Linked DNA regions of Zea mays: region 1 is linked to region 2. The links are chromatin contacts, called in public Hi-C maps. All regions are on one chromosome and are shown on one strand. The core of a region is the stretch at or near the end of the contact, and the rest is flanking DNA. Distances in the headings are between cores, read along the strand shown. Region 1 holds the start of LOC100276728. Region 2 holds the start of LOC100384693.

The links. A called contact is a pair of places that touch in the nucleus more often than the background predicts.
Region 1: a contact with region 2 is called in a Hi-C map of ear, with 3 times the contacts expected there. The contact joins the promoter of LOC100276728 here to the promoter of LOC100384693 in region 2. A contact is called at or near these places in 9 of 25 Hi-C or Micro-C datasets (bundle sheath, ear, leaf and 2 more).

Annotation. Positions count from the first base shown.
Region 1 is chr1:83,398,611-83,405,188 of Zm-B73-REFERENCE-NAM-5.0, reverse strand. It overlaps LOC100276728, which reads right to left and starts at 2,646. Exons shown (of 4, transcript NM_001150446.2): 1 at 2,260-2,646; 2 at 1,874-2,135; 3 at 841-908; 4 at 1-545. The coding sequence starts at 2,394. The coding sequence ends at 273.
Region 2 is chr1:83,211,740-83,219,155 of Zm-B73-REFERENCE-NAM-5.0, reverse strand. It overlaps LOC100384693, which reads left to right and starts at 1,341. Exons shown (of 6, transcript NM_001177169.2): 1 at 1,341-2,137; 2 at 2,547-2,651; 3 at 2,793-2,915; 4 at 3,232-3,628; 5 at 3,732-3,938; 6 at 4,025-4,255. The coding sequence starts at 1,386. The coding sequence ends at 4,093. LOC103637470 (C-terminal binding protein AN) reads right to left here. Exons shown (of 7, transcript XM_008659655.4): 6 at 6,151-6,267; 7 at 5,647-6,011. The coding sequence ends at 5,940. It overlaps LOC100285356 (ABC-type Co2+ transport system, permease component), which reads left to right and starts at 4,817. Exons shown (of 1, transcript NM_001158248.2): 1 at 4,817-5,677. The coding sequence starts at 4,878. The coding sequence ends at 5,522.

The sequences.
Region 1 (6,578 bases), core at 1,397-3,896, 180 kb before region 2:
ATGTTTGGTTAAAAAAAACAGTCCATGAGAATGTGCTAAACAGAACCTTGAAAACAGATTAGCAGCTACGCATGACATCAGAGCGTTCAACTTCAACAATGCTGCAAAAAACTGATTCACGGACAAATGCAAAATAGCAGTTTTTGAACAAATCTCAGCAACTGTTACACTACTGATACAATTTAACAACAGGTTTCGAACAGATATTAGCTAATGTTACACAACAGATTGACAGATTCAATTCAATTGTTGGTTGATATGCTGGGAAGCAACTACAACTGTGTTGATTGCTCTGTTGAACTTTGATGTTGCAAAGGGGTTCCATCATCAGCGTCCTGAAAATGTGTGCGTGTCGATCCACTCGATGAAGGCTTTGCACCAGCTGAGACGATGTTCTTGAACCAAGCTCCCTGGAAACTAGGGCTGCCTCTGTTTTGATTGTTACCCGGAGACTCAGGTGAGGCTTGATTTTTGGAAGTCAGGCCTGCCATAAATCTGTATGCTACTCTACTGGCATTCACGATTTCTGTTTTAGCCTGCCTGAACTGCAATACATAAATTCACAAGGAAAACAATGACGATAAAACAGAAAGGTATAGATAAAACAGAAATCCCTATGCACATAATCGATATTTAAAGCTCCAAACCTAACACGTGCAAAAGAAAAATGCAAACACAAATATAAGGGATGTTTGCATTGGTGGGGAAAACAGAGGTCTAAAACATGAGTGATAGACTAGGAAAAATAATAAAAAAGCAAGGAGCAATCATAAATTTTATGCTAGGATTAAGCAAATTGGAGATAACACATTGTATCACAGCAACAAATTCTGAAATTACCTTAACTGCTGTGTTCTCAGCAACAACCACAGCAGTATCACCGGCATTGGCAAAGCGATTCACCCAACCTGCAAGGTTAGACAGAATAAAAGAGTAAGTTCATGGCATTTCAAACCTAAGAAACACAATCATGCTAGGCCTCTGGTGCTAGCAACATAGATAAAAATTCAATAATTCAACATTATGATCATGAATGTTGTTAGCCTTGAATAGGAGCAAAACAAAATCAGCTATCCACGTATCTGGACCTTGATATGTGGCTTTTGTTCAGTTTCGAACTTTGAACTCTAGACTACCCTATGTTGCTTGGCACTAAAAGGTTTTGTTGTTGTTGTATGATCAGAAATGTCAGGCAAAGACTTGACCTAGGAATCTAAACCTCCTCAAATTGTCACAAAAGTTGGCGCATTAGGACATGAATCATTAAGCACACATAAAAGAGCCTTGTCTCAAATGCAGACTAAACGGTTTAGCAGAGGTAATGTAATAATTGAGCTAATTACTGTTCTTGGGAGACATCCACCTAGCATGTAAGTTTCAAGGCAGCCATCAAAAAACTCATCAAGGGGCAACACCTGCAATGCGCTTGTGCTCAGTTCCACAATCACAAGGAAAACAATGAAACTGACTCTAAGAGCCTGCTAAACGTCTGTGTTGTACATGGTCTTATGCTCCAAAGTTGAGTCTTAAAGCTAGCAGCACTGAGTTTCATACATGAACCCCCTATTATCAAAGCTTCAAGTGTGATAATCACATAACACCAGTTAAATTGCTCAATACTTCAGCGGTAGCAAACACATGCTTCAGCAATGTTCAGTTTACACATTCGCTCATTCAGTTTGTTCATTCTTTTCCTAGCAAGAATGTAAATAGCCATGTAAATTGGAACCTGCAATCTTCCTACCAATTCGAGGACATAGTGCGTGTGTTTTCAACTCGAGAATTGTACATAATGCCACTATGAGATGCACCTTGCACAGGTTGTCGCCATTCAGAAAAAGAAAAACCATGGAATGCCCCTCCGTGGTCTTACCTGGGAGCTTGGGGACGCCGAGCCTCTCGCAGAGCACGTCGCAGAAATGGTTACAATTCCTGGAGAGGAGATCGTACGAGTGGCCAGGCCACTCGCGGCTGAGCTCCCGCAGGATCCGGTTAACGGCGGCGATGCCGCACTCGGTCTCCCCGAGGACGATGCGCTCCCGGTAGGTGTACATGGGGTTCTTGCCTATGGGGCAACTAAACACGCCGCTGCCGGACTCGCAGAACCCGAACGACCACTCGTCCTCGCCATAGACCTGCGTTGAGGGGTTCAAGAAATGGCGTGAGATTTAGGGATCTGGAGAAGCGGCACGCAAGCGTCGGTCCCTGGGATCTGAGCGATTGGCGAGGGAAGGGGGAGAGGGGAGCCAGGCCCACTACCTGGACGGCGCTGTGGAAGATGCCGCCGAGGCCGATGCGGTCCTTGAAGATGCGGTTGATCTGGAGGATGGTGTTGTTCGTCTTCTCGGAGTCACTGTTGGTCACGTCATACACGTGGAGCACCACCTCCTTCATTTCAGCCCCCACGGCCCGGCCTCCAGCGGCGGCGGCAGCGATTGCTGTGGCGGCGGCTACGGGGTTTGGGCGGGGACACGGCAAACAAGGGAGGGGATCCAAGCGTCGGCGGGCGGGTGGGTGGATGGGGGTGGAGGGGTGGTCGCTTGCAGTTGCAGGAGAGGAAAGGAGAGGAGACGGTAGTCCGTGGTCGTGGTGCGGTGTTGCCGTGTTGGGGGCTTGGGGCCTTGGGGGCAAATGGGCAATGGGGGTGGAGAAAGCGGTCGGGTTGATCTGCTCTTGCTGGACTCAATGACGACTGGGGCCGCTCAACGGGTTTCTTTGCTTGCACATATATTTAAAAAAAACAGTGCGTTGCTATAATTTTTGTCGCTCTCAAGTGCTAAACACCACCACATCTATAGCGATCTAGATTTGACCGAAGATACATAAAAGATAATAGTTAGTTTGGTTGTATGTTGCTGCGATTTATATATATCATATAAATTATATTTAAATAAATATTTAATAAAGCATGATTATATTTTTTTGCTTTTAAATTATTAGTATATATTTAAAAGCTTCTTGTGACACAAGCAGTTTCACAGTACAATGGTAGACAACAAATTTGGCGTGCATTTTTTTTAAATAGAGTGAAGGGGAGAGGTAGCGTTCGCCTGCGTGAGGGGAGGACACACAATTATTCTCATATTATAATAGTAGAGATCTACTACAAATTTAAATATAGAAGAAGATCAAGATATACAATACAAATAACATTACAAGTTAACCTTTTCATGGAAATAAAACAAACAAAGTTCTATGGAAGGGATAAAACGCATGCATAAGAGCTATCCAAGTCAGCTTACATTATCTTTTGGTAATAGCATGTCCATAAAAATTACTAAGACGCTTTAAATTTCTATGCCGCTTTGTTTCCTCGTGGTGTTGTATAGGGATGGCAACATCAACATTTTACATGCGTGACCACGAGTAAAAATCATAGAGTGTGGGTTTGATTCTCAATCTGGTTATGTGTCACACCCGGTTTTAGAAAGCAAACCGAATGCGAACCATGTACGTGTCAGGATCTGTCGGGTACCGTAATTAGGGGTACCCCCAACACTCCTAAACACGGCTGGTAACCACCATCAACACAAGCTGCAGAGACTGATGGGCGCAATTCAGGTCAAAGCTTCGTCTACTCAAGGGATGCAATCTCACCTCGCCCGAGCCCAGCCTCGGGCGATAACAGTAGTCCCAGGCGAATTCACGCCTCGCCCGAGGGCCTCCTCAAGCAACGGGCGCACCCTCGACTCGCCCGAAGCCCAGCTCGGGCAGACTTCGTTGTGAAGCAACCTAGGCCAAATCGCCTCACCAACCGACCGTATCGCAGACGCATTCAATGCGCGGATCGCCTGACACCTTATCCTGACACACGTGCCTCAGTCGGCAAGGTCGAAGTGACCGCAGTCACTTCGCCCTCCCACTGACCGACCTAACAGGAAGACAACGCCGCTCGCCCCTCTCCGACTGTTGTGCCACCCGCCAGGGTGAGGCTGACAACATCCAATATCAGCCTCAGGCGCAACAGGAAGCTCCGCCTCGCCCGACCCCAGGGCTTGTCCTCAACCTCGGCCTCAGAAGGAGGACTCCGCCTCGCCCGACCCCAAGGCTCGGCCTCAACCTCGGCCTCGGAAGGTGGTCTCCGCCTCGCCCGACCCCAGGGCTCGACCTCAACCTCGACCTCAGGAGGAATCACGTCCTCACCCGACCTCGGCCTCAGGAGGAGTCTCCGCCTCGCCCAACCTTGGGCTCGAACCGACCGCACCACAGGGGATACATCATTGCCCTACCCCTAGCTAGCTCAGGCTACGGGGGAACAAGACCGGCGTCCCATCCAGGCTCACCCCGGTAACAAGTAATGATGGCTCCCCTCGTGTGTCCATGACGACGGCGGTTCTCAGCCCCCTACGGAGGCAAGGAGACGTCAGCAAGGTCCCAGCAGCCCCGACACCTGTGCTTCTACAGGGCTCAAGCGCTCCTCCGACGGCTACGACACCGCATGCACAGGGCTCTAGCACCTCTCCGACAGCCACGTTGGCATGTACACAGGGTTCTGGCACCGCTCTGCCAGACACGTTAGCACATAGCTACTCCCCCATTGTACACCTGGACCTTCTCCTTGCATCTATAAAAGGAAGGTCCAGAGCCCTCATGCGAGAGGGTCGTCGCGCGGGAGGACGAGCTGACGAACCGGCCCACACACACTCTCTCTCCCTCGCGAACACTTGTAACCCCTACTGCAAGTGCATCCCCCTGGCGCAGGATAACACGAGCCGCGGTTTTCCCCCCTCTATGTTCCATCTCGCGCCAACCCATCTGGGCTGGGGCATGCAGCGACAATTTTACTCGTCGCTCCAGGGACCCCCCGGGGTCGAAACGTCGACAGTTGGCGCGCCAGGTAGAGGCCTGCTGCGTGTTGATGAACAACTTCCCGTTGAGTTCCAGATGGGTAGTCTCCAGCAACCTCTTCAGCCCGGGACGCTGCTCCGCTTTGGGAGCCTCAAGTTCATATCCCTTGACGGCAGCTACGACATGGTACTCCTCCCCCCGCAGCGCGACAGCGACAACGACGGCCGTCAGCTTGCCCGGCGGCGGCGAACTCGACGATGTCTTCCCCCCGTGGCAGAAGAGCAGCATCCGGGTTTGTCCCGCCGCCTTCCTCGCCGCAGGAGGAGGAGGCGGGGCAACCGTGGCCAGGCAGGAGGCGGCACCTCGTCGGCTGTCGAGCGAGTCGACGACGCCGGCACCCCAGCGGGGGACATGTCGGGCGTTGTCCTCACGCCTGAGACGACGACGAGCGTCGTTTCCCCGCAACATGCCAGACCCAAGCGGACAGATGACACCAGCACTCTCGCGGAGGACTTGCTGGGCGTTAGTCTCGTGCCTGAGATAACGGTGCAGTCCATCCCCGACGCGACTTCATCACCGTCCATCAATCGAGAGGTACCGTCCGTTTTCCACCCTGTGCCTTTTAGATTCAGCTTCGATCCACCAAGCGACCCCGCTTCGGTGAGCGCTTTCATAAAGGCATATCCTAACCTTCCGGGGTACCATATGTGGTCAACCTGGGACCGACTGACGGCCGTCTCGACCTACGGCCCCCCGGGTTCCGAGGAAGAAGACGAGCCCGACTCTGGTTGGGACTTCTTCGGGCTCGGTAATCCCAGTGCCATGCGAGACTTCATGACCGCATGTGACTACTGCCTCTCCGATTGCTCCGATGATGGCCACAGCCTTGACGACGAGGGTTGTGGCCCAAGTCACGAATGTTTCCACGTCGATCTAGGGGGTCACAACGAAGGCAACCACCTTGGTATGCCAAAGGATGACGATCCTCCTAGGCCAGCGCCTCACGTTGACATCCTGCGGGAGCTAGCTGTGGTCCCAGTCCCTGCGGGGGTCAGAACACACAGCTCGAGCAAATCCGCGAGATGCAGGCCAAGCTCGACGAGGAAGCAGGACAACTTGTACAGCTCCGGCAAAACATCAAGCAGGAGTGGGCAGGCCGAGCACTAGCCGGAGAAACGCGTCATCAGGCCCAGGACGTCCAGCGCCGTATCACTGATGATGCCAGGGCAAGACTGCCCCCGGCTTCCAGTGGGGTCGGCCAGAACCTGGCTGCAGCGGTAATTCTACTCCGAGCGATGCCGGAGCCATCCACCACCGAGGGGCGGCGTATCCAGGGAGAACTCAAGAATCTCCTGGAGGATGCCGCGGTCCGACGGGCCAAGAGCTCTGCCTCCCGAAGGTAAGGGTACCCCCCGGAGCATCGCGCAGCGACTTCCCGATTCATGCGGGAAGCCTCGGTCCACACCGGGCGCACACGGGACGCGACGCCTGCAGCCCCAGGTCGCCTCGGCAACGAGCACCACCGCCGCGACCGTCGAGCCCGCCTCGATGAGAAGGTGCGCCGAGGCTACCACCCCAGGCGTGGGGGACGTCGACAATGGGGAGGATCGGAGCCCCTCGCCCGAACCACCCGGTCCGCAAGCCTTCAGCCGGGCCATACGACGGGCGTCGTTCCCGACCCGGATCCGAGCCCCAACTACCATCACCAAGTACTCGGGGGAAACAAGGCCGGAACTGTGACTTGCGGACTACCGGCTGGCCTGCTAGCTAGGTGGAACGGACGATGACAA
Region 2 (7,416 bases), core at 92-2,591:
AGGACCTGGGCGAGGCGTGAATCCGCCCGGGCCTACTGTTCCCGCCCGAGGCTGAGGCTGGGCTCGGATGAGGTTGTGTCCCTTGGTAGACGAGGCCCTGACTTGAACCGCGCTTTATCAGTTGTTTATGGTTTGTTCTGAAGATGTTTTCCGGCCGTGTTTAGGAGTATTGGGGGTACCCCTAATTACGGTACCCGACAACTATAATATTTTTATAGTATTCTAAGCAAAACTGGTTTAGAGACCAAGTATATGAAACCATGTTATTTAGTATACATGTGCAAGATGCTAGCCATAGACAAAAACTTTGGGTTGAAGTGAAGTTTCAAATACTCCAAAATATACCATGATAACTACAAAACCACGGTATTCAAAACAGAGTTTTTTTACAATGTAGCCAAACACCTATTTGCAAAAAATATCATGGTATTCTATAATATCATGGTTTTTGCGTCAAAACAAAAAAAAATGCTTCTAAACACCCCTAAAATGAAACCCAACTAGTAAACCAGAATGGTCTCTTTACGAGGGTGTTCGTTTGATATTATAATCTGACCAGATTATATAATCTAATAGATTTTAAACTAAGTGTTAGTTTAAAATTTATTAAATTATATAATCTAAGCAGATTATAATCTCAAACAAACATCCTCTATAACACGTAATAATTTCCTTGCGACAATGAATTTTGTTTTCCGAAACCGCATGATTTCATCTAACCTAACAAACTTTTGTCATTTCTATCATTGTTTGTGAGCAGCAAACAAGACAATAAGTATGATTTGCCAAGTTAAGGTCATATATTAAGATCCCCTTTCAATACATTAGTTGTTTTTTTAATCTTTGCTACCGTTTGATTTATTCTTCTCTAAGTATAAATGAACTAGCACTTTTTTACTGTACTATGCATGAGGTCAATCACGTCACGTAGCAGAGGACCTATATTGGCCTTTCTCACTCACGTTTGAGTTAAATTAAAAAAAACTGTATTTCTCAGTCAAGACAAATTAGTTAGATTTGAAAACGAGAGGGTTCTCAACTTGACGGCGTATTCGTTTGAAATTTATTTTTATGTTTTACGATATTATTCTTTCAGAATACGGTTGGGGTGCAGATATGAATAGAGGCTGTATTTATGTATATACGCTACTTGTTTTTTTACTAGAAGAAAAAAAATCACTCCACAAGCCTCGCCCACAAGTAACCAATGGGCTCTCTTGTGTCGCGATTGTGCAACAAATTTGAACTATACTTTCAACTCGATAATCAATCTAAACGGTAGTGCCTTTAACTGGAAAACCCTAATTAAATGGCAACTGATCAACCTACAGCTACAAGCTTACAACTCCACGAGCTTCCACGGCTCAGCGTCGGCGCGCAGGGCCATGACAGCTCCGAGGGCGCTACCAGTACCACCGCACACCGCGCGGCGCGCCCAGGGCCGCCACCCCCGTTCCACGCCTGCGCCGCCGCCGCCGCCGCGCCACCATCTCCATCCACAGCAGCAGGGGGCCACGGCGTCCGTGCTGGGCGTCGGCGTCCCGAGAGCCTGGCTCTCGCAGCGCACCCCAGTCCTCGGCCTCCGCGCCTGGGTCCTCGTCGCCGCAGGCGCTGCGGCGGCCGCCCTCGCCCTCTTCTGCCTCGCCGTCTGCCTCTGCCGCCGCTGCAGCCGGCGCCGCGCACCGCGCCTGGCCCCGTGCCCGCATCGGCCCGGCGCCAGCAAGTCCCTCAAGCACCGCGTGCATGCGCACCATCAAGCAGCGACAATGCCGCCGCTCCCGCCGCCGGCCAACAAGGACGCCGAGGAGGCTGCCGCTCGCTGGCGCCCCGCTTCGTTCGAACAGCCGCCGATCCAGGCCATCAAGGCGGAGCAGAAGGCGCCGCTGATCCTCGCGGAGCATTTCGCGAATTCGACGAGCGGCGAGAGCACCGCGAGCGACCAGGGCGGCAGCGATGCGGAGGTTCCAGAGGCGGCGCGGCGCGGGTGGGGCCGGCGGTACACGCGCCGCGAGATGGAGGAGGCCACGGGCGGGCTCGCCGCCGCCAACATGGTGGGCGAAGGCGGGTACGGCGTCGTGTTCAGGGGCGTGCTCCGCGACGGCACCGCCGTCGCCATCAAAAACCTCCACAACAACAGGTTGGCTTCTTCCCTCCGCTTCAGGATTTGTTCGGTTGGATCCGAACTCCGAAGCGTGAGCAGAAACTACACGCAAAGCTTTTCTAGTCTGGTCGCGATCGTATTTTTCAGTTTTTTTGCTTGCTGGATCTGATGCTGAAAAACCTCTCGTTTCATTTTTTTTAAAAAAGAAAAGTTTATTATCACCAAATATGTGCTTGATGCCCGCGAGAATAGATCGAGGTGGTTGGCACGTTTCGATTTGGATTAAATTGCTTCACGTTTCCTCCTGTGTACACAAACAAATTCAAGTTCTATCCACTCTTCAGATCAGTGTCAGATGAACCGCGTAATTAGCCACGCCAGTGATCGTATGAATCGATCATTTTACAACAAAAAAAAAATCATCAGTTGCTGTATACTTGATCAGGGGTCAGGCCGAGAAAGATTTTCGAATGGAGGTTCAGACAATCGGGCGCGTCCGGCACAAGAACCTGGTGAGTTTGCTCGGCTACTGCAGCGAGGGAGCTTGCAGGTACAGTGCAAATTACCATTACCATTACCATTGTATCTAAACGAGACATGAATGTACCTCATCGGCAGTACGTTGATCCAAAGAGTTGTTGTGTCCCCCCCCCCCCCCCCCCCCCCCCCCCCCCCCCCATCGTCACTTCAGGATGCTTGTTTACGAGTACATGGAGAAGAGTAATCTGGACAAGTGGCTGCACCACGACGACAGCGAAACCAGCTCACTGACCTGGGACATCAGGATGCGCATACTCCTTGGAACGGCCAGAGGGTAAAACAACGCTTTCTTTTTGCTTTTATCCGTACTTCTTCACTACTAGCCTGCCTGCCCTGCCCATCCATCTAATGTCCTCCGGACTGAAATTATGATGGCCAGAAAACGTTAGCACTTTGTTGACACGGCACGGCAGTACTGGTCTTGCTGTTTTAATGGGCATGATTAGGGGGAGTGGCGAGTTGCGTCTGAAAGCAACACTGTCTGCCTGCCCTCTGCTCCTGTGTCCTCTGTAGTACCAGTTTGTCACAGCTGTCGAAACCTGGATTTCTACGCAGACGGAGACACTCATGTACAGTTTGTGAGGTTTCAGGCTGGCCTACCTCCACGAGGGTCTGGAGCCCAAGATAGTTCACCGCGACATCAAGTCCAGCAACATCCTCCTGGACCGGCAGTGGAGCGCCAAGGTGTCGGACTTCGGGCTCGCCAAGCTCCTCTGCTCGGAGAGGTCCTACGTCACCACCCGTGTCGTGGGAACGTTCGGGTCGGTGTCGCTTTTTCTCTGTTTTTTTTTCGCAGGGAGAGAGGGCTGTTGTTTCAGTTCAAGGGAGTTCGTCATCGTCTCCCGCGTGCGTTGCAGGTACGTGGCGCCGGAGTACGCCGAGACCGGGATGTTGAACGAGAGGAGCGACGTCTACAGCTTCGGAGTGCTCGCGATGGAGGTCATGACCGGCAGGACTCCAGTGGACTACACTAGACCAGCCGACGAGGTGGGCTACCACTAATTGGTGTTTGAAAGCATGTGCTACTGCTCGTTAGCTCCATGCATGTGTCCAAACATGCTCTAGATCGCTGCTGCTCTTCTCTCCTCAGGTGAACCTGGTGGAGTGGCTGAAGCGCATGGTCGCCGACCGGAGGGTGGAGGAGGTGCTGGACCCGAGGCTGCCGGAGCCGCCGCCGTCCAAGGCGCTGAAGCGGGCGGTCCTGGCCGCGCTCCGGTGCGTGGACCCGGACGGCAGCCAGAGACCCACGATGGCGCACGTGGTCCATATGCTCGAAGACGACCAGATTCTCAGAGACGTACGGCGATGCCCCGTGTGTGTAATGTCAGGTTGAGCTTCACGGTGTTCTCGCTCTGACAGTGACCGCTTTGAAAATGCCTGCAGGAATTCAAGCTCGCGCGGGATCTGTCTCCTCGGGAGTCGGATAGCTACGAACGCGAACACAGCAGGTGATGGATGGGAGGCAGGGCAGCAGTCTGGGACAGGGACAGGACACTGGGAGGGATGTTAATAATAGCAAGATGTTTTTGGTACAAGTTGAGATCTCTTGCCTTGTAAGATTGTACGTATGTGACACCTTTGGTTAATAACAGGCATACGGTATTCTTGATCATCAACAACAGTGCCACCAGCTAATCCTCCTCCATCAGCCCGCTATGCGTTGCCAGTTGCCACTTTGTGAAGGAAGAACCATCACATGGTGCTGCGCAGTACCTGAATCCGAGCACTATAAGGCCCTGTTCGGTTTCCACTGATTGGAGATCCGGAATAATTCCTAGCCAAATTATTTCTCTCATTTATATAAATTTTGATGAGCTGGAACGAATCTAGGTTTATTCCTATGCAAACGAACGGGCCCTAAACTGAAAAACATGTTCTTTTTTGAGCTGGCCTGGATACTAAAATTTGTCCAGCTTGGGCCTCCTCCCCATACACGGCCCGGACTTGAGCCCCATCTCATATCCTCACATCGCCCTTTTCACTAGCAGCAGGGTCTGCGTTTCCTGACCTGGGATATTTGCTGTGGGTCCGCACGAGATATTTTCCTGTGGGGCCGGCCGATCTGTGTCATGCGAAACCAAAAGGCATTATCTTATCTCCAACGCATGTACTACGCGCCACAGCTCGCTCAAGGCGATAAGGCCATTTATCATCGGCGAAACCACGCACTAAAACACCATACCGCGCGTGAGAGCTCGTCGTCGTTTCCGACGGTGAAGCCACGCGGAGGATAGCCATGGCCGCCTTACTCCACCAAGCGGCTACCCCGACCGCAAAACCACCCCACCGCCCATGGGCTCTCAACTCCACACACAGCCGCCTCTCACCGCTCTCTAAACGACGGCGCGCCCCAGCCATCCGCTCGGCGGCCACGGACAGCAGCTTCAGCTCCGGCGAGACGCCGTCCAAGAAGACCACCCGGAAGGAGAAGCAACAGGAGCGGCGGCGGCAGCAGGACGTGCAGGAACGGCAGCAGCAGCTCCTGGGGATGGAAGAAGCGTCCCTGGCGAAGCAAGACGGCGGCGGCAGCAACGGCGAGGTTGACGACGACGACGAGCTTCCGCAGCCCGTGTTCGACCGCATCCTGCGCCGGATCGCGTTCACGGTGGGCCTTCCCATGGCGTCGGGCGTCGCGCTGCTCAACGTGTACGACGCGCTCAAGCGCGGCCAGGGGGTGGTGGTGCCATCGTGGGTGCCATTGCTGACCATCCTCGTCGCCTTCGGCACGTCGGCGCTGGGTATCGCCTACGGCACGCTGTCGGCTAGCTGGGACCCCGACAAGGAAGGGTCGCTGCTCGGCATCGACGAGGCCCGGGCCAACTGGCCCGTGCTGTGGCAGGAAGAGATTGAGAAGCAGAAGGCAAAGCAGAAGAAGAAATGACCGGCTGGACATGAGACTGAAAATCTTGCGCACCTTGCTACTGATCATGTAATATTCGTTGGGGGTATCGATCCTACCTTTCAGTAAAAAGAAAATATAAATTAGCTGAGTAATACACAAGTACTGAATTTTGAATAGAGAATACTATAATAGCGATTGCTTGTCACACTGTATAATTAAAATACAATAGACACAGCTTACAACAAACAGACAGTAAAAAAACAAACAAACTAAAAAAGACTGCGTTGCGAGTCCATGTCCATGCAGATGCAGTAGAACAGCCAAAACTGAGACTTGGCAAGAGAGACTCAGAGAAGACCTAACCCGAGGATAGCAGTTGGCAGCATAAGCCTAAATTGTTCTATAGAAACAACATAGCCTTAAAATGTTCTCTAAATATAGCATAGCCTTGATGTATTAATCAAGCCACCGAACGACACCATCTTCACTCGGAGCTCCAAGGACCTCAATATAGACCCCAAGTACAGCCTTCAGAAAAAATTAACCACCAGGAAAGGTATAAACAACACATGGAATCAGTGCAAGTAGTTCGTTTCGTCTGACTACTGGGGATATTTGTGTATGTTAAGTTTATCCTGCTTAGAATGGCAAGGATGAATGAACGTACCATAGCATTTTTGCGATTAACAAGTTTGCAGTATTCTGAAAGGCACCCTTCCAGCATCCAGCTCTCACAAACATCAAAAGAATGACTTGCGAAGACGAACTCCATCTTATTATTAGCCTGACAATGCAATAAAAGACAGTCCAACATTTAGAAACATCAACGGCGATCAAATATTTCACTTTAGAAGATGAACACATTTACTTCCCATTCTCTTTTATTTGGCATTTGACAAACTGTCTTGGAAGGTTATTTAGACAAACATGAGATGGCTACATGCCCGTAATGGACTAATTAATCTGCTTTATGTTCCACATTAGATTTGTCTGTCTCATGAATCACCCCCCATTTATTTTGGTTGCCAATTGAACAAAGACGCCTTGTAGACTGTAGTGTACACTAAATGCAGATAAGATATGGGAACTCTGGAGATATCTTTTCAATTCCTAATACACTGAATATGGGGTTATATGCATGGGTAATTAGTAATTTAGTACAAACCAAACATGGTAGCTACGATTCTCAACCTTTTAAGCTTGAAGCTACAAATCAAGTATGATAAAGTGCACATGTACATCATCAAAAACAACAAAAAGGATGAAACAAGGAGAGCAGTTTAGCAGATAGCAACACTACACCTTTTGAACAAATCCTGCAGTCAATTAGATAACTGAGAACATGGAATAAAGGTATTGTTAGACTGTGTGTGGGCCGGCACCACTATTGAGCTGCTGGCCCATTAGGGTTAGGGTTAAGTCTCTATATGTATGTACCCCACTCCTCTATGCAATATATCAAGCACTTACAATATTCTACATGGTATCCAAGGATTAGGGTTAGGCTTTCTCCTACCACCTCCCACACTAGCCGCCGGCTGCTTCCACACCTAGGACCAGCCGCCGCCCCCCGGGAGGCTCATCCTTCCCTCCCGAGGGCGGCCACACCCTAGCCGCCGGCCCTCTCAAACTGCACCTCGAGCCTCCCCTCGCCGGCCATGGAGGTCATCGCCGGTCGCCTCTGCAGCTCGCCTCCAACACCGCCCCTCCTCTGCTTGCCGGCTCCGCTCCTCCTCCGCCGGCCTCTGGCGGGCACGACCCCGGCCACCCCCGCTCCCGACGCGGACGTCCGCCCTGCCCCCAACCTCCTCCACCGGTCGTCGGCCGCCGCGCACGGTAGTTCCCCTAGCGCAAGCTTGCTCTCTCTCCTCTCCTAGCTCGGCGTAGGCCCCTGCACAACGCGGTCGCCCCTCCCCGGCCACGGCGCGGAGCG